6 separate regions of the Mus musculus genome follow, and all the other regions are linked to region 3. The links are chromatin contacts, called in public HiCAR-type and promoter capture Hi-C maps. All regions are on one chromosome and are shown on one strand. The core of a region is the stretch at or near the end of the contact, and the rest is flanking DNA. Distances in the headings are between cores, read along the strand shown.

Region 1 (2,700 bases), core at 184-2,683, 1.1 Mb before region 3:
GACTAACTGGAGTGTTATATGATAAATATTTTGATTCAAGAAAATATTCTTGTGTTACTTTTTAACATCTTTGAACTTCAGGAAGCTTATCTTTTTGAGGGTTTATTGTGCTTGTATGCCATGCAATGTGTTTGATGCTGTCATTGCTAATGTTCAGAGTTTACAGTTGAAAGGGATGACTCATAAATTAGTATTATATAAATTGTGACATTTGGTACTGTAAGAACTCTGGGAGTACCATGAGAACATAGAGGATAAAATGGCGTGCATCATGCCCAGAAAGGGAAGTTCTTCCAGAGGCATGATTAGAGCTGTGTCTGAACAGAGAGTAGGAGTTTTATCAGCGATGACAGATGGCATTCCATATGAGGGTGGGTTTGAGCATATGGGAGGGTGTGGCCTAGTGTGTATAAAATAGAATGCAGCCCGAGTATATATACTGTTTCAGTGGGCTCAGCATCTTCACTGTAAGCCTAGTTCCAGCTGTTGATGTGATGCCAGGCACTAACTGACTGGAGTTGTTATCTGAACTCTGAGTGGAAAGGGACAGAATATAAAAACTGATTTCTGAGGAATCAGTTTAAATCCAGTTTACTCCCCAGCTAATAAGCCTCAGACTCACTGGTAGATTTCGCCTTGGTGTCAGATATGGGGAAAGTGACAGCAGTGTTACCTAGCTTAGGAGCATGAAGCTACTAAGCATTAAGTTTAAAAACCTGATCCTCTGTTCCTGTTGTTCAGACCCAATCTAAGGGTTCCTTCCTACTTGAACCTTGACCACACTGTGAACCTTTGTACGACTTGTTTGCTAGCCCAGTGCCTCCTGTTTACATGTGCTGGCCCTAGCTGCAATTCCTGCTTGTAAAGTAAAACCCTGAGATCAAGGGTCTGTTTACACCCGACAGGATTATCTGGGCATTTCCCATTGCTTAGTGTGCTTGCATGGTGCTTATCACCGTTGTCATCTGCTCCAGATTGCTGCCCACCCAATCAGCTACTTTCCTGTCTTTTCTTTCTTATGGTGACGATCAACTAATTTAAATTCTCTTAACTGGCTAAGTCTTTTTGATATCATTACATACAATTTTTTATAAACTCTTGTGATTTCTTTGCTTTTTTAGAATTGGCCTACAGGGGGATATGACCGATCCAAGGACAACTAGCTTCTTGTATATTCTAGATATTCTCCCAAGGTAAACAGTAGATTCTTGTACACTTACCTTAGGTTTGCAGTTGAGGGTATGAAGAATGTAGTGTTTGTCATTTTGTAGACATTAGTGGTTATCACATGCACCTTTTTTTTTTTTTTACCACAACTAATAAAAATAACATGAAATGTTTCGCAGTTTCATGCTTGCCTCCATAGTGAGTGACAGAACTGTCAGTAGCCAGCTCAATTCTGTTGCCTTTGCTCGTTGGTAGTAGTCACTGCACATGTTCCCAGTGTTAGTGACCACGGCCCCGGAGGCTGAATGACTGCCCTTTGTGTTTTGCAGTGCAGAGCCCTATGCAAGCCCATATTTTGAGATGTGTTCCAATGGAATTAACTCTTCAAGTGTGAACTTTTTCAAGTATATAGCATGTCGAGAAAAATAAATAAAATAGTTAAAATTCATTTTTAAAAAAATAGAGAAAATTATTTATAAATCCCATTTCTCACAAGTTGTGATTTTCTTTTTATTTCTTTGTAATTCAGTATTTGTATTTCTGTTTGTTTTTGTTTTTTTAGATTACAAAAATTACCCAAGTATATTCTCTTAGAAAATGTCAAAGGTTTTGAAGTATCTTCTACAAGGTAAAAAATATGTTTGTCTTGCAAATGTTTTAGACTTACTATATTTTATAATAGGCACCATTGTAAGATAAAGATCTTAATAATAAGTGTATATTCAAACATTTTATAAGATAGGCTTTATTAATTAGTGTGATTTTTACCAATAATATAAAATATTACAAAATCTTGTTCTGTTCTTATTTTAATCTTCCAGAAGGAGTACTGATTTTAGTATCAAGTATTTCTAGGTAGAAATGTTTTAATTAAGAGCAGCCTCACAATGAGAACTTAGCATCCTACTTAGATGAGAGAGACAGCCAGAGGCAGGGTTTCATCTGATAGTAGCCTGTGTGGAAAAAACGGTATCTACATCTACCCGAGTCCTTTAGTCACTGTTACTTGTAACTGTTCCTGTCTTATGGACCCTGGGAAGCTGTCGTTTCAGTTCCAGATCTGATTAATTAACAAGTTAAGCTTTCAGCAATTGGTCACATTGTCTGGCAGCTTTATTTACGTGTACTAGAGATTCTTCTCTTATCTTTTTATTAACATGCAGTTTCGCAAGTAATGACTTAGAAGCCGTGTGTCTAAATGGCTTGAGTACAGTCGGGTTTTACTGATGATTAAGTGTTACATAAGAATGCCATTTCTAAGCAAGGCTGGCCGCTTTTTGCTTTGACTCTTTTTCTCTTTCCAGAGGGCTGCTGATACAAACAATAGAAGCCTGTGGCTTTCAGTATCAAGAGTTTCTATTGTCTCCTTCTTCTGTAGGTACCACAATTTATTTATATAAGTATCGTTTAAGAGAATTTGATATAATAAACAAAATAAATCTATTTTTAATATTTCATATAAGTGTCAAACTAGCTCAGTCATGGATCTTACTTTCTGAAGAACATAGTGCATACTTGTTGATTTGCTTGTAC
Region 2 (2,762 bases), core at 114-2,613, 1.4 Mb before region 3:
CTGCCCTAGCTAATTCATCCAACTCAAGTGGGCCATCTCTCCAGCCTCGTGTTGAGGATCAAATCACAGTTGGAGGATAGAGTTTCAACACAGAAACTGGATGTCGACCTATAGCTACGAGAAAAGAAATATTTGAGACAAATAAATGTCAACCATTTACTTGAACAAAGAAGGACTCGTGAATTAGGCAGCACTGGGAAACAGAAGAGGGGATATCTGCCTATCAGTGGGCAGCAAGCTTTTGGTGGGCGGGCACAAAGTCTTAGTAGAGGGATCACCTGATTGGCTACATGTAGGTAACTGACTTTGCGTGGTGTGATGAGTTAGCTGCCTATGATTGGTTGGTGCATTTTTCTCTTATTGGTGAAATTCTCGTGTTCGTTATAATTCCAATTAGGTTCTGGATTAGGCAAGAATTTAAAATCCAGAGATCACCTCCATTGGCAGTAGGCAAATCTGTTTTTCTGAAAAACATTTGGTAAACAATGGTAAACACTTCAGGTTTTGAGAGCTATAGACTCGCAGTCACCACTACTCAATTCTGCCCTTATAAGCAGTCAATCTGTCACACAATCGCATGCTCATCAATAATACAAATTACTGGACACAAAGATGTCCAATAAAACAGTTGTTTTAAAGCAAGCAGAGATGACTCTGGTCAAAGGTGGGTGGACAAATTGCCCTTGAAGATCTCTTGGTAATTTGGTGTCAACTGTCCACGGAACGTCGTGGGAAGGTGCCATGCAATGCCAGTCTACTCAAACGTTACCAAGTTCCTGGCAGCTTTCAGGCACGTGGGAGGATCCAACTGAGCAACCCAGTTTGCAAACTTTTTGAAGTGGGTCCTTTCTGCTCTTCTCTTCAGTCCTCCAGGTTCTAGCTCAGGGCCTCAGCTACATAGCAGAGTCGCAATGTGATTGGGTGGGTCACTTGGGGCCAAGCGCGCACTCGGGCGAAGGTGAGAGCAGCTGAAAAGTTGGAGCCCAATCAGCGCGGAGTTGAGCGCTCATACCCCAACCTTCAGGTGACCCCGCGTGGCGGCGGCGGCAGCAGTAGGCAGAGGCAGCGGCGGCTGCAGCGACCAGAGCCCGCAGCGGCTCCGAGCGCCTCCGGGAGGACAAGCGACGAGCTTGGAGAATCGTCATCCGCTAGCTGTCCGCCAGCTTCGCCAGCTTCGGCGGCCGGGGCTGGCTTGGAAGAAGCGAGCGAGCCCGAACGCGGCTTCTTCGGCTCGGTGCCCAGCAACACTGTTGCAGGCTGGGCTCTGGGCAGCCCCCAGAGTGCGGGCCCGCGCCACCGCCTTTGAACGCTGGGGGTGTGCGTGGCAGCGGCCGCGGTGGCGGCGGCGGCGAAGGCGGTGACCGGAGCGGCGAGTCGGTGCCGCCCGGGCTGCGCTTCGCCCCGGCAGCTTTGGCGGCGAGGACGCCCGTGGCTCAGGATGAGATCGGGGGGCACGCTGTTCGCCCTCATAGGCAGCCTGATGCTGCTGCTCCTCCTGCGTATGCTCTGGTGCCCAGCCGACGCGCCTGCCCGCTCCAGGTAATTCCCCGGCCTCAACTCGCCCCACCTGAAAGGTCCGGTGCGCCCACGCTGTGCTCTGGGTGTTGCTTCCAGGGGACGCCCGGAAAGATCCGGGTGACTGACCACTTTAGACTTTTGACTAAGCAGCTCCTTGAGGGTAGGGTGGAGATCAGGGGTCGCGGAGAGGCGACGCTTGGCCGGATGTCTTGGTTTGAAGTGGAAAGGGACACGTCGGGGTTGGGAGGGCTCCGGATAGTGCCTCTGTGGGCGAGGGAGCTGCAGAGCGGAACCTCCTGAAGAGGTTTCCCGCCAGGCTCCAGGACTCCCCCATTCTACTCCTGGTTTTGTCCTATGGGATTTTTCCTGTCTAACTTCAAGATTAGGGACCCATCCCGGGAGCTGGGGTGCACAAAGATGCTCTGATTACGTCTGGAGTGCAGTGCCCAGTCTGCCAGCCACACTGGCTTCCAACGCGGTGTAATAACTTAGTTTTCTCCCTGGCTGTGCAGGCTGTTGATGGAGGGAAGCAGAGAGGACACCAGTGGTACCTCAGCTGCACTGAAGACACTCTGGAGCCCGACAACCCCGGTACCACGCACCAGGAACAGGTACTAAGGCCACTAGGGACAGATGGACAAGGTCTGGGCAAGACTGCGAGACCCGTGGAACTCACTTGAGCGTTTTGCCTGGATATCTCTGTCTGTCTGTCTCTGTCTGTCTTTGACAGAGAGAGAGAGAGAGAGAGAGAGAGAGAGAGAGAGAGAGAGAGAGAGAGAGAGAGAGAGAGAGAGAGAGACTACGCACATCAACCTTTAAAAACACATCTCTCCATATCGGCTACACTTTCAAAGATGGGTACTGAATTCTGTAGATAAAGGTGTGTGGAAAACCCCAGAGAAGGCACTTGTCTATCTTTACTGAGAGATTTGGTTTGTGGGTTTTGTTTTCTGTTCTTTAAAGTGCATCTGTGTTGAGATCGAAGGAATACAATTCTTCAGTGTGTTTGTCCTGGATGAAAAAGAACTTACATTTCTTCCTTACTGTGGGTGTGTATTAATGTACAGTAATTATTGGATATCTATTATTCTGATTATAGAAATAACACAACTTAATATAGAAAGCCATAGGGGAAATACATAAGAGAATTTAATATTAACTCAGAGCCCAGACCCAGGTATCATTTTCAGGTTAGGACTACTTTATGTCTCTGTAATGTCTATTTCCTATATGTGAAAAGTACA
Region 3 (2,907 bases), core at 184-2,683:
GGAACTCACTTTGTAGACCAGGCTGGTCTTGAACTCAGAAATCCATCTGCCTCTGCCTCCTAAGTGCTGGGATTAAAGGTGTGTGCCATCATGCCTGGCATGAATGTAATTTTTTAAAAAATAATATAGAGAATACAAGAGACATTTTTAAAAACTCATGAGGAAGGCCGTGGTCACAACAGGTATTTTTAGCAATCCCCTGGTACTACAGGGAAGAATGCTTTAAAAAAACTATACATTAGGAAACCCTTGTTTTCAAACTGGGTGATTTAAAATGAGTTCATTTATCTTAACTAGTTAACGTGGAACAAGATAAGATATCTGTATTTTGAAATCAGCAAACTATGTGTCTTGAAAAATTACTATATTAAATAGCAAGGTGCCTAAAATGTGAGTCATTGGTGTTGCATCAAATTGCCACAAAATATCTTAATGAATAAAATATCCCTTGTTTTGTGAATATATTCCATATGCCAGAAAGGACCTGGATCCTTTTACACATTTTTTTTCTTTTATACCTCACAATATGTGTAATGGTGATAAGTGTATGGCAATTACTAATTTAGGGAACAACAATCAAAGGTGGAGTGAAGCTAACTTGATATTCAGCATGGAAGAGTCTGGGGTTTTCATGACTCAGAGTCCGACTTCCAAATAAGTATGAAATACTGCATTCCAGAAACAAATAAGCAAACAAACACCCCAATGTCCACAAACTTTTATAATGCACATTTGCCCTTTCCATTCCTAATTGTCAAAGCCAACCAATGAAAATTCTTTTTTAAATGCCACAAATAGTTTTCATACTAAGTATAATGGAATGTTAATCCTTGAATAAAACCTGGGTCTTTAATCCCAAGTACTGCCAACATAGGGGCCTTAAAATTTCGATATGAAATCTGTGCTATTTATCAATTGGTTGGTTTAGGTCAGCTTAGCCCCAGTTAGCTTTGTAATGTGTTATACCTGTAGAGGTATTTTAAATACACAAATGCATTTACAGGTGTAACTAGCTAATGACTTGGTTGGATTTTTTTTTTTTTAAGGTTTATCAAGAGACTGAGGAAGGCAACTTTCAACTCAAGGGTATAGCCCATCCTCTTATAATTCTAGCTTACATAATATTCTAGATTTCAAGGACCAGGTAACAGCAAAAGCCTCAAAGCCTGCTACAAAAGTAGAGCAGAAATCAATTTTTTAAAAAAGGTTAAGAAAAAAAGTAGAGCAGAGTCCAGGAGAGGAGGTCTCAGCCCCCTGGTAGGGCAGTGCAAAAGTCAATAGTCCAACTATCCCCAAACAGGACAGCTCCCAAAAAAAGCCAAAGTCTCCTAGCGTTTAGAGACTCTCTCTCCACTTCTGCTTCCGGGGAAGAGATTTTTTTTTTTTCTCCCAGCCCTCCGCGGGGGCGGGGCTAAAGGAAGCCGGAAGTCAGGCCGCTTCCGGCAGGGGAAACTCCTAGTTGCCGCTTCGCCCGGCTTGACAGGCGGTCTGTGCCGGCAGTGTGCTGCCCTCACCCATCTCGACCTCCCGTTCGCGTCCGACCGCTGCCGTCCCGCTGCCCTTTTCTCGAGCCTCCCCTTCCCTATGTTCCGGGACCGGAGTCCGAGAAGCAAAGACCCACTTCTTGTCCAGTTCCCATCATGTCCGAAGTGACCAAAGAGCTGCTGGAGCTGGTGTGGGGCACCAAGAGCAGTCCCGGACTGTCGGACACCATCTTCTGCCGCTGGACGCAAGGTACCAAGGCAGGGCTCCGTTCCAGCCGCTCAGCTTGGGCTCCGGGAGTCGGGCCAGGACGCCTCTTTCGGTCCCATTACCCCCGCTCCACCATCTCGCCCCGACCCCATCACCTCGGGTACCTGGCGCTTGGCCCCAATGCCCATTCTTCACCAGTACCCGTGCTTGGTCCCAGTAACCACGCTTTAGGCACTCGGGGCACCCGCGTTCTGTCCCAGTAGCTCCAGCCCCTCCGGTCCCCTCACTCCTTCCCTGTGCTCGCGCTTAGTATCCCGGCTTCAGTCCCTCTAGTATCCGCACTCTTTCCCCGTACCAGCCCTTGGTCCCAGTACCCCAGCTGCGGCTGCTCGGCTTCCCGCACTCGCTTTCTTTCCCTGTACCGGCGCTTGGTACTAGTACAACTCTAATCTTCCGGTACTCGCACTCTTTCCTACAGAGTTTGATCCCAGTACCCCTGCTCTGACCACTTTCGGGACTCTGCGCTCAGTTCTAGATCCCGGACTTGATTCCAATAACCCGGCTCAGACACCTCGGGTACTCTGTGTTAGGTTCTATTGCCATTGCTCTGGCCTGTTGGATACCCAGAGCTAGTACCCCTGCTCCAATTAGTGGTTCTCAGCCATCCTAATGTTGTGACCCTTTTATGCAGCTCCTCATGTTGTGGTAACCCCTAATTATAAAAGTATTTTGTATAAAAGTACTTCATAACTGTAATTTTGCTACGGTTACGTAGTAATATAAATATCTAATATGCGACTCCCAGGGGGTCGCGACCCACAGGTTGAGAACCATTGCTCTAAATGGCTTTTGATGAGGAAGAGTTTGAGTGAGAGAGTGTTTACCAAAGAACGCAAGTGCCTCTGCCACTCTGGGCTAACCTGCTGCAGGAGTGAAAGGGGAGGGGCCCTGGGACTGCAATGTGTGATACAAAGAGGGTGCCACTGTTAAGATCATTACATCTCCAGCCTTCGAGTGAGCTTTAAGTTATCGTCAGTGTTTGGAATGTTTTTTGGATGGGTGGTGGGAGGGTGGAGATCTAGGTGAGTAATACGGGAAAGCAGTTTCATGTTGTAATTAATGTGGTTAGGTGTGGTGCTCTGAATGGAAACACAGTGTTGCTTGCTGCTAGATTGTTCCCTTGTCTTCAAGTATCCCTGATTTTGTGATGGCATC
Region 4 (2,700 bases), core at 25-2,524, 1.6 Mb before region 3:
TGGTCCACAATTCCCTTCTGCTTACTATTCTAGGTTGACCATTGTAGTTTCATAGTGAGGTTTATAATAAATAGGCTATGCACATGCTCCTAGTTCTTCCTATACATGTTCATGGATCTGTAGGTTTTAGCTTTTCAAATAAAACCTGCTGGCATCTGGAGAGAACTGACATTGTAACATTTTGAGATTTAGAGGCCTGTTGTGTCATATGGCAGTGATTTAATGTTCAGTGTACAGGGCCGGCACCTGCTTTAGTAAATTTATCCCTAGTACACTTTCCACTTGGAAGGTTTTACTTAACCCCACTTCCCCTGACATTTCTGAAACTGGACGGGTAATCCTCCCATTTCACATCCACAACAATGTGCACACCCAGGGGAGTTCATGGACAAACCTATAGTCATTTCTCCCCTCTGACAGTGTTGCCCTTTGCAAAATGTCTTTCTCTCATTATAAGCAAGATGCCTGAAAAGTACTAATATGCATACTTCAGTTGACAAACAGTATCAAGTCAGTACTTGATTTTGATGGATCATTTCCTTAACCCTATCTCTCTATGAGGTTTACCATTTTATTTTCTTTTGCAGAAATGTAGGCATACACAAACTTCTAAATTCCCAGACTGGTGGAGTCAGGAATTTGGGGGTTGAATTTCAGTAAACTGACTCTAGGCTGCTTGCTTAGCCACACTCTATAAAGGGAAAGGAAAGGGGGCTATTACCAGAATGGTTCTTGAGAAGAAGAGAGAAAAAGGGGAGATTAAATGTGGAGAGCCATTGGGCACTTCTTCCCAGCAGGACAGGAAACTTGTTAACACCATGGCTGGATTTCCTGTCAGTATCCTAACACCTATCCCTCTTTGCCTACGTCCTTTCTCCCAGCTTCCTTTAGAACAGATCTCTAGAACCCATGACATCCGTCTGACCCAGTAATGAAAGGCATGGGGCAAGGCTAGGCCGGAGTTGCTTCTCCAGAAACTCGGGAGAGCGAGCATTTGGTAGGGAGACCCTGCTCTCGGGGCAAAACCCCTGCCACCTCGGGTGCACTCGCTCTATCTGGACAAGGCTCTCCAGCGGGGCACCCACTGCCAGGGCGCACGTCGCTCGCGTCTCTCTAGGAAGAGGTCGCAGCCAGTGCGGACAGCTCTCCCGCGGGAGCGCGCCGCGTGACACTGCCTGGAAGCCATGACCCCGGCTGGCCCACCCCGGGGCTAGGGCCCTGAGCGCGCGCTCCCGAGAGGCGGCGCCGGGGCGGGGCGCGCGGCCGGGGGCGCGCTCCTCCCCCTCGCGGGAGGCCGGGCAGGCGGCGCCGACCCCCCGCGCGTCGCACATGGAGCGCTGGACCGAGGCGGCGGCCGCGGGCAGCGGCACTTCAGTGGCGCGCTCAGCCGGCCCCTCCCGCTCCTGTGCGCTGCTCCTCCGGGTCCGCGTGCGCGGTCACCATGGCGTCCAGTGAGGAGGACGGCACCAACGGCGCCTCCGAGGCCAGCGACGAGAAGGAAGCCGCCGGCAAGCGGAGACGCCTAGGCTTACTGGCCACCGCCTGGCTCACCTTCTACAATATCGCCATGACGGCCGGGTACGTGCGCGCGAAGGTCCTTCCACGCTCCGCAAGCACCAGTGCGGTCCCTCAGCGATCCGGGCTCGGGGACGCGGGGAGCGCGCTCTCGCGGGGCTGCTGGGGGTCGAGGGCGCGCGCACGGGGATGGAACGGAAGCGCACGGGGGAACTGTCAGGGGTCTAGGCGGAGGCGCGCGACGGTGGCGGGGGCTTTTGGAGCGAGAGCGCGCGTGTCGGCCAACTGGGGGTCGCGGCCCCGTAGGCGCACATGGAGCGGGACAGCGCGTGTGCCCGGCCACTTGCGATCGGAGCACTCTGGGAGAGTGGCCGGGGCGCAGAGAGCAAGAGCGCGCGTGCTGGGCCCTAGGTGGTCGCGGCGCGGCGGGGGCGCGCGGCGCAGTGGGGGAGGGGCGTAGCGGGGTTGAATGGAGCGGGGCGGGGCGGGGCGGCCAGCCGCCGCTCGCTGGGCATTGCCTAATACGGTGCACGGTGTGGCGCGGCGGCACGGGGCGCGGGCCGGAGGTTAAGTATAGACCCGGGCAGGAATGTGGGGCCGACCCACGGGGCAGGCGACTGCGGCTCGGCCGCCTCCGCCTGCTGTTGAAGAAACGGCCCGGTCTATTCACCCGAGCCGGGAGCTGTCCGCTGGCTGTGGGCACCGGACCCTGGCCGTGTGGTTCCTGGTGCTGTGGATTGCTGGGCAGTGTCTTCACCTACTGTTTTTTCTTCACCTACTGTTTTTGTTTTAAGCATGGCACTTAGAAATGCCCACTTGGGACTTTGTTTGAAACATCTGGAACAGGGCAGATAATCAGCATCTTTCTGGCCTTGTCCTTTCCAGATTACCGACTACCCACCCTACTCCCCATCTCTGGCCTCCCCCCAGACCTAGTGTGAGTAGGAAGTTAGGATCAAAGGGCTATCAAATGACTTATGGGTCTACTGTGACCGAAACCCATTATGAAAATGTCCTTTGCTGTCTTGCCTTTAGAAAGAGTTACTTTCTCAATATCTTCTCACGTTTTAAGTTAGAGGATTGTGAAGAAACCTTTAGTATTTAAAAGTCTCTGAAGCTTATAGAAAAAATGTGAACGTGTAAAAAAATGTGATTCTATTTAACAAATGTTCCTGTCGATCATCT
Region 5 (2,725 bases), core at 85-2,584, 1.1 Mb before region 3:
ATGTGATCAACACATATTGAACTCAAAAAGACTGAGGCAGCATGCACAGGCCTGCACCGTGTGGGGCCCTAGAGCTGCAAGGAGAACTGGGCACATCCCATCCCTAATTCAGAACAATATCTGGTTGATAACCTCCTGCAAATGAAGATTTGTTTTCCTCCAAGGGAATCTCACTGGGGAAACAAACTACTCTTAAGAGTAGGCCGTGGGCCCAGCAGTTGATGGCCAACAGGAAATGAACTCAATAGCATCATTGGAGAGTCTTTGTCTTATAATGTTGTGCCAGGGCTCCTCCTCCTTCAATTTTTAACTTATGTTTTATTTTATTTTATTTTATTTTATTTTATTTTATTTTATTTTATTTATATATTTTCTTCTCTCTTTTTACCCTACTGCTCTTTGCATTTATTATTATGGTTTCCAGTTAAGTGTTTTTATGAGTGTGCAAATGGGTTTTCCATTTCTTGGGCCTTTTCTTGTCTCCCGTCGCCCCCCCCCGCCCCCCCCCCCCCGTTTGCTTTGCTCAATACCGATGTGTTAGTTTTTGTTGTCTTGTTTTATTTCATTGTTATAGAAGCCCATTTGTTTTCTAATGAGAGACAGAAACTGGGTGGATCTTGATGGGGTGGGGAGGAGCTAGGGGTACTTCAGTAAAGGAGGAGGAATTGCAATCAGGATATATTATGTGAAGAAGAAAATCTGTTTTCAATAAAAAGAAACAGCATGTGTCGGGGTAAATAGGATGAGTCCTATTTTCATTTATAGCAGGCATCCTCCCTATTATGAATGGGCTCAGAGGGATCGGCTTTAAGTACTTGTAATTCTGGAGCTTTCTTTAGGAAAGAGCCTGGTAGGACTTAACTTCTTACTCTCGCACAGGCACACCAGAGAGCATATAGATATGTGCCCAAGATTCCTCAAAGAATTGCTTGATCAGGTCAGACTTTAAAAGAACAAAAGGAACCTGCAGTTAAAAACAAACAAACAAAAAAACCAAAACCAAACAAACAAAAAGACTGTGTTCTAATCAGTAATTTACTTCAAAGCCAAGGGTGGTTTCAGCTCTCTACTCAAGGCCTCAGAAAACACAAAACAAGGAGGAAAAAGCACAAATCAGGCTAAGGAGCGGCAGTCTCTCACTTGGGAGGCCTTATTAATAGTTTGTCTGTCCTTTGTCCCCTTCCTAGCCCTGCTAGCCCCCGGGCTCCAAACTGTGATCTTAATCTGCAGCTAGAGGAACAGGGGGTTGGGGGAACTGAAAAGCCGCGGAACCAGAAGCGAAGGGAACGGAGCGGACATGGGGGAGTAAGAGACGCAGAGAACCGGTAGGCCTAGTTTCCAGGCCGCGGTCGCGGTTGCGAGAGGATGGAACCTCTGCGTGTCCTGGAGCTGTACAGTGGCATTGGTGGCATGCACCACGCGCTGCGAGGTGAGCGGACAGACAGCTTCTCTTGGATTCACTTGGGGCCGCAGGTTCCGGCTCTCGCGCCGCGGAGGGGCGGGGCGGCGGGGCGGTGGGGCGGGACCTGGTGCGGTCGACCTCGGTTGCCCTGGAAACCACTTTAGTGAGCCTCCCTGGTCCGCCCCTCCAGGCTGAGACTCCCCTACTCTGGCCCCAATCCTTGGAGCCTAAGCAGGCCGGCTCCCCATGGTACTGTTTGTGAGGCTGCATTCGTGTGCAGCCAAATGAACCTAAGTTGCTTCAGACAAAGTTAAGGCAAGGGCGAGCCCTTTGCCCAAAGCCAAGATCCAAATTCTAGACTGGCTGTCACTGGGCTTGGAGGAAGTCACGAAAGCGGGCGGGGGTGGGTTGGAGCAGGGGGATAACTGCAGTTCAAGATAGAAATGTACAAGTATTAGTGTGAAGGGGGAGAATTAAAAACAGTAATGTGCTTGACACACTGTAGCAGCTTAGAAATTAGTTTGCTGTCACTTAGGTTTGGAAGCTTCGTAATTTCTTTGGTCTCTACCCACTTTTGTGATAACTCAGAAATATTTACTTGGTGAACTCCATTGACCAGTACTGTATTTTAGGCACTTGGGATATGAAGTGACAGTGGGTGTGCGGGCGCGTGTTTGTGTGTGTGTGTGTGTGTCTGTGCACATGTGCAAGCACGTCTGTCCTGAAGTTGCTAAGACTAAGACAAATGCAAAAAGGAAACTTTGCTTCTCTTTTTATTAACTAGAGTAACAAGAAGCTAAGTGGAGCAAGATTTTTGTATTCCTTCACTCTTGAAAGTCCCTAAGTTCTAGCCTTTACTTTTACTTTTGCTTCTGTTGCCTCTCAGAGATTGCAAATTCAAACTTTTCTACGATAGCTTTTTTTTTTTTTTTAACCTGCCTTATGTTAGTTAATATATGACCTGTTAAGAAATACTTTCCCTGTTATCCAAAGTAACTTTCTGGTTACCGAAAGCTCCCTACATCTTCGGTTTGAGGTTTGCTTATAGAAGAGGTCTTAATCATATTAATTAATAACAATTAATATTTAATTATTAATCTTTTTTAGTGTTTGTATGTTAGATAAACTTTGGTTTTAAATTTATCTGTAAGGAAGTAGTACATCCTGGTGTTTTTCTTTATTTATGCAGCTAATAAAGATTAATAACAGTGACAGCTGGCTTTACCTTTTATTAAGGGCATCTACATGTCAGGACCTGTTCTGAGTCTGTAATAAGCTAGCTTGGTGGTAGAGCCAGAAGCCTAACCTAGATCTGTCTAGCAG
Region 6 (2,700 bases), core at 100-2,599, 1.7 Mb before region 3:
GTTCAGTAAGTACTGGTGCTAAGCACTTATTAAACACAATTTCCCAATTCATTACTTATTTAGCACTATTGATGATTTCTAAAGTTCCATCCACAGCTCAGATTCAGGACATTCAACTGAATCACTATGAACCAGGCAGGAAGCGGCAGTAATAGTACATTTTCTCCAGTTGGCAAAATGTAAAATTCACCTCTAATAAACAAAATTCATAAAGTAACTCTCACAAGTTATCCTTACATTCTTTTACTACAGTTATGCTTAAATTCAGCCTGTGGGACTGGATGGTATTGGTTCGCTTTCATTCCACACTATGCTGCCAGTGTAGTTCAATGTAATGCATTCAAAAACATCCCAAAATTCTTTCAAGAAATTCAAATCAGGTCTGAAAAATAGATAGCTAACCTGTTAAATTGGTATGCTTGGTACCTAATACCAATGATTCAGACAACAAAAAATTTAGCATTTCAGACCCCATCCTAGAATCAAAATCCTCTTCCACACTTCCCCAAAGGCAGAGGCCCAGCCTGAAAAAGGCATCCCAAAGGCTCATGTCTGCGTTTTCAGTTGTTGCCAAGTAATCCATCTCCATCTCTTCCAACATTTCAACCTACCAGTACGTAACCAGACCTCTCTCCTCCAGGGACCGTTATAGGGCTATTTAAAAAACCCTTTAAGTAACCTTACCTAAAACATTCTGCCAGTTCCATTGGGCCAGGCAAATACTTTGGCGATAGAGCATATAATCAATCTGCTTAAGCCAAGATACGTCTGTCCTTCGCTCTTCTCCCAGAAGCCATGCCCCAGCGGCAGATGGCTTCGTCGTCTGTTCCTCCCGAGGCAACCCTTTACCCCGAATCCCTTAAGCGATTCCTTCAAAGCTCCCCCTCCCCAAGTCCCTTACCAAGGCCCATTAGAGAGGTTCTAAGTCCCATTTCTTCCAAAGAGGATGCGCCAAGCGCTCAACCCTCTCCCAACTCTGAACGAAGGGGCCCCGGGAGAGAAGAACGTGGGCTCGGCCTCGGGAATCCAGAATGAACGAACGCAGTGGGACGGGAGTCGGCGCGGGCTCGCAGTCTCGGGGGGCACCCACGGGGGGCGGTGAAAACACTTACCAACATCCTGGTCGAAGGGGTTGGTGGCAAAGAGAGGCATGTCCGCTGCGTGCCGAGGTGTCCCCGGGGACTGCCCCTCGACCCCGCGGCACTCTAGGGGTGACGGAGAAAGGAGGCCCCTCAGGTACAAACACAGCAAGGGCGCCTGCCTGCCAGTGCAGGGTCCCTCTCAGCCCCTCCTCTCACCCACCCCAGCAACAGAGGCGGCGGCGGCGGCAACAGCCGAGAAGCGGAACAGGCCCCCGCGCGGGGCGTGTCGGGAATGTAGGCGACTTGAGCGCTGCCTGAACACTGCCCGCTCCGGGTCTGGCCAGAGCCCGCCGCCTCCGCCGAGGCCCACGCGATGAGCCGCCGCTGTCTCTTCCTCTGCTGAGTTCCCGCGTGCCCGTGGGGTTAGCGGCTAGGTTCTCGGCTTTTCCATGTCCCCGGGCGTCTCGGGAGGACGAGGTCCTTCAGGCGCACCGAGGCCGACTAAGAGCCTCTAGAGTGAATAAGAGACTGGGAGAGGGAGAGGGTTCAGTTTGGGTCCAGCCAAACCCTTAATTTTTAACTCCTTGGGTTTATTCGATGGGTTGTTGTGATGTTGCAATCCCTCTAGAAAGTCAGGCAGTCCTTTGGGTTACCCGAGGAAAATGTTGAGCGCGCTCGTCGAGGGTTCATGGAAGTTGCTGGGATTGGAGTCATGTGAGCTGGTGGAGCTGGCCTGAATCCCTTGGAGGGAGTGTCGAGGCGCACAGCCTCTCGAGAGGCTGAGGTAACGCTGGCTCATTCCCCAGCCTGAGATCAGAGGGAGCCTTCCTGGGTGTGGGCTCCGACTGACTAAACGTGCAGTCACTGAGTCCCTGAGAAGATTAGACCTTCTCAGCCTGAGATAAGCACGCACACCCAACGGCAGAAATTGAAAAAAAAAAAAAAACACACACACACACATGAAAAATGGAGCCAGACATTGATGAGGACTCTTGGCAACTTAAAATGTTGATTTGGTGATCTAATTTGTACATATGTATGTAACGCACGCCCCCTCCCCAGCTCCCAACACACACACACACATTGTCCTCTAAATCATGTGAAATCTAAAGAATCATCTCTTGGAAATATTACGTAAAGTTAGCAAGTCGGTCTTGCACATGCACTGAGATTCGGTAAAAAGTGCCCAAATAGGGACCCTTACAAAAAGGGAAGCTTATAAACATGTCAACAAGATTTGTATAACAGTACAAACAGCTTGCTTACTAAACAGTTAAAGTCGAATTTTGGAGGAAGAGGAGCAAACTAAAGCATCGGTTAACGTTTTCAGTCATTTAAAACTAAAAGAATCCAAGGGATGGGAAACAAAGTTGCCTGATGGGGTATAAATTACAGCATTCTTAAGAGAAAGGATGGGAAGTATATAGCCAGCTTTTGGAAATGTGCCTCTGGTTCCAGTTATTCTGAATTTTAAATCTTACAGTCTTTTAAAACATGAACCAAGATATTAATGGCAGCGTTGTTTACAATATCAAAGTTTTGATGACCGCTAAACTGTCCGACATTAAAGAGATTGGACAAACTCCTCTGTCTGTTTCCTCATAAATAAGAAACGGAA

The links. Promoter capture Hi-C pulls out the DNA fragments that hold promoters and counts their contacts. HiCAR-type assays count read pairs that join an accessible place to other places. Capture Hi-C pulls out chosen DNA fragments and counts their contacts.
Region 1: a contact with region 3 is called in a promoter capture Hi-C map of liver, with 4 times the contacts expected there. The contact joins the enhancer-like site here to the promoter of Mindy3 in region 3. A contact is called at or near these places in 3 of 39 promoter capture datasets (the HPC-7 cell line and liver), 1 of 484 Hi-C or Micro-C datasets (liver) and 2 of 115 datasets of contacts at active chromatin or transcription factors (extraembryonic endoderm stem cells and large pre-B cells).
Region 2: a contact with region 3 is called in a promoter capture Hi-C map of liver, with 4 times the contacts expected there. The contact joins the promoter of St8sia6 here to the promoter of Mindy3 in region 3. A contact is called at or near these places in 2 of 39 promoter capture datasets (embryonic stem cells and hippocampal neurons) and 2 of 9 other capture datasets (embryonic stem cells and liver).
Region 4: a HiCAR-type map of astrocytes shows a contact between it and region 3, with 5 times the contacts expected there. The contact joins the promoter of Hacd1 here to the promoter of Mindy3 in region 3. A contact is called at or near these places in 5 of 39 promoter capture datasets (the C10 cell line, hippocampal neurons, liver and 1 more), 1 of 484 Hi-C or Micro-C datasets (granulocyte-monocyte progenitors), 3 of 115 datasets of contacts at active chromatin or transcription factors (astrocytes, embryonic limb bud and pancreatic cancer cells) and 2 of 9 other capture datasets (adipose tissue and liver).
Region 5: a promoter capture Hi-C map of liver shows a contact between it and region 3, with 6 times the contacts expected there. The contact joins the promoter of Trdmt1 here to the promoter of Mindy3 in region 3. A contact is called at or near these places in 9 of 39 promoter capture datasets (the 3T3-L1 cell line, the C10 cell line, cranial neural crest and 5 more), 3 of 484 Hi-C or Micro-C datasets (cortical neurons, liver and rod photoreceptor), 6 of 115 datasets of contacts at active chromatin or transcription factors (astrocytes, effector CD8 T cells, embryonic stem cells and 3 more) and 1 of 9 other capture datasets (liver).
Region 6: a promoter capture Hi-C map of liver shows a contact between it and region 3, with 4 times the contacts expected there. The contact joins the promoter of Stam here to the promoter of Mindy3 in region 3. A contact is called at or near these places in 4 of 39 promoter capture datasets (cranial neural crest, hippocampal neurons and liver), 3 of 115 datasets of contacts at active chromatin or transcription factors (astrocytes, cardiomyocytes and pancreatic cancer cells) and 1 of 9 other capture datasets (liver).

Annotation. Positions count from the first base shown.
Region 1 is chr2:13,521,919-13,524,618 of GRCm38.p6, reverse strand. It overlaps Trdmt1 (tRNA aspartic acid methyltransferase 1), which reads left to right. Exons shown (of 11, transcript NM_010067.4): 4 at 1,122-1,193; 5 at 1,730-1,795; 6 at 2,472-2,541. Among named protein-coding and RNA genes, the nearest start is that of Trdmt1, 21 kb to the left of the region's middle. Within about 2 kb of position 1,433, at least 62 of the 459 cell types and tissues checked have an H3K27ac peak or open chromatin away from gene starts, as enhancers often do. A contact at or near this core is called in extraembryonic endoderm stem cells and liver, where this site is marked.
Region 2 is chr2:13,792,121-13,794,882 of GRCm38.p6, reverse strand. St8sia6 (ST8 alpha-N-acetyl-neuraminide alpha-2,8-sialyltransferase 6) reads left to right here and starts at 1,363. Exons shown (of 8, transcript NM_145838.1): 1 at 1,363-1,539; 2 at 2,031-2,129. The coding sequence starts at 1,439.
Region 3 is chr2:12,417,986-12,420,892 of GRCm38.p6, reverse strand. It overlaps Mindy3 (MINDY lysine 48 deubiquitinase 3), which reads left to right and starts at 1,433. Exons shown (of 15, transcript NM_024185.4): 1 at 1,433-1,734. The coding sequence starts at 1,641.
Region 4 is chr2:14,054,609-14,057,308 of GRCm38.p6, reverse strand. It overlaps Hacd1 (3-hydroxyacyl-CoA dehydratase 1), which reads left to right and starts at 1,274. Exons shown (of 7, transcript NM_013935.3): 1 at 1,274-1,578. The coding sequence starts at 1,442.
Region 5 is chr2:13,543,273-13,545,997 of GRCm38.p6, reverse strand. Trdmt1 (tRNA aspartic acid methyltransferase 1) reads left to right here and starts at 1,334. Exons shown (of 11, transcript NM_010067.4): 1 at 1,334-1,429. The coding sequence starts at 1,366.
Region 6 is chr2:14,072,749-14,075,448 of GRCm38.p6, reverse strand. Stam (signal transducing adaptor molecule (SH3 domain and ITAM motif) 1) reads right to left here and starts at 1,349. Exons shown (of 14, transcript NM_011484.3): 1 at 1,113-1,349. The coding sequence starts at 1,152. It overlaps Stamos (signal transducing adaptor molecule (SH3 domain and ITAM motif) 1, opposite strand), which reads left to right and starts at 1,515. Exons shown (of 2, transcript NR_038162.1): 1 at 1,515-1,866.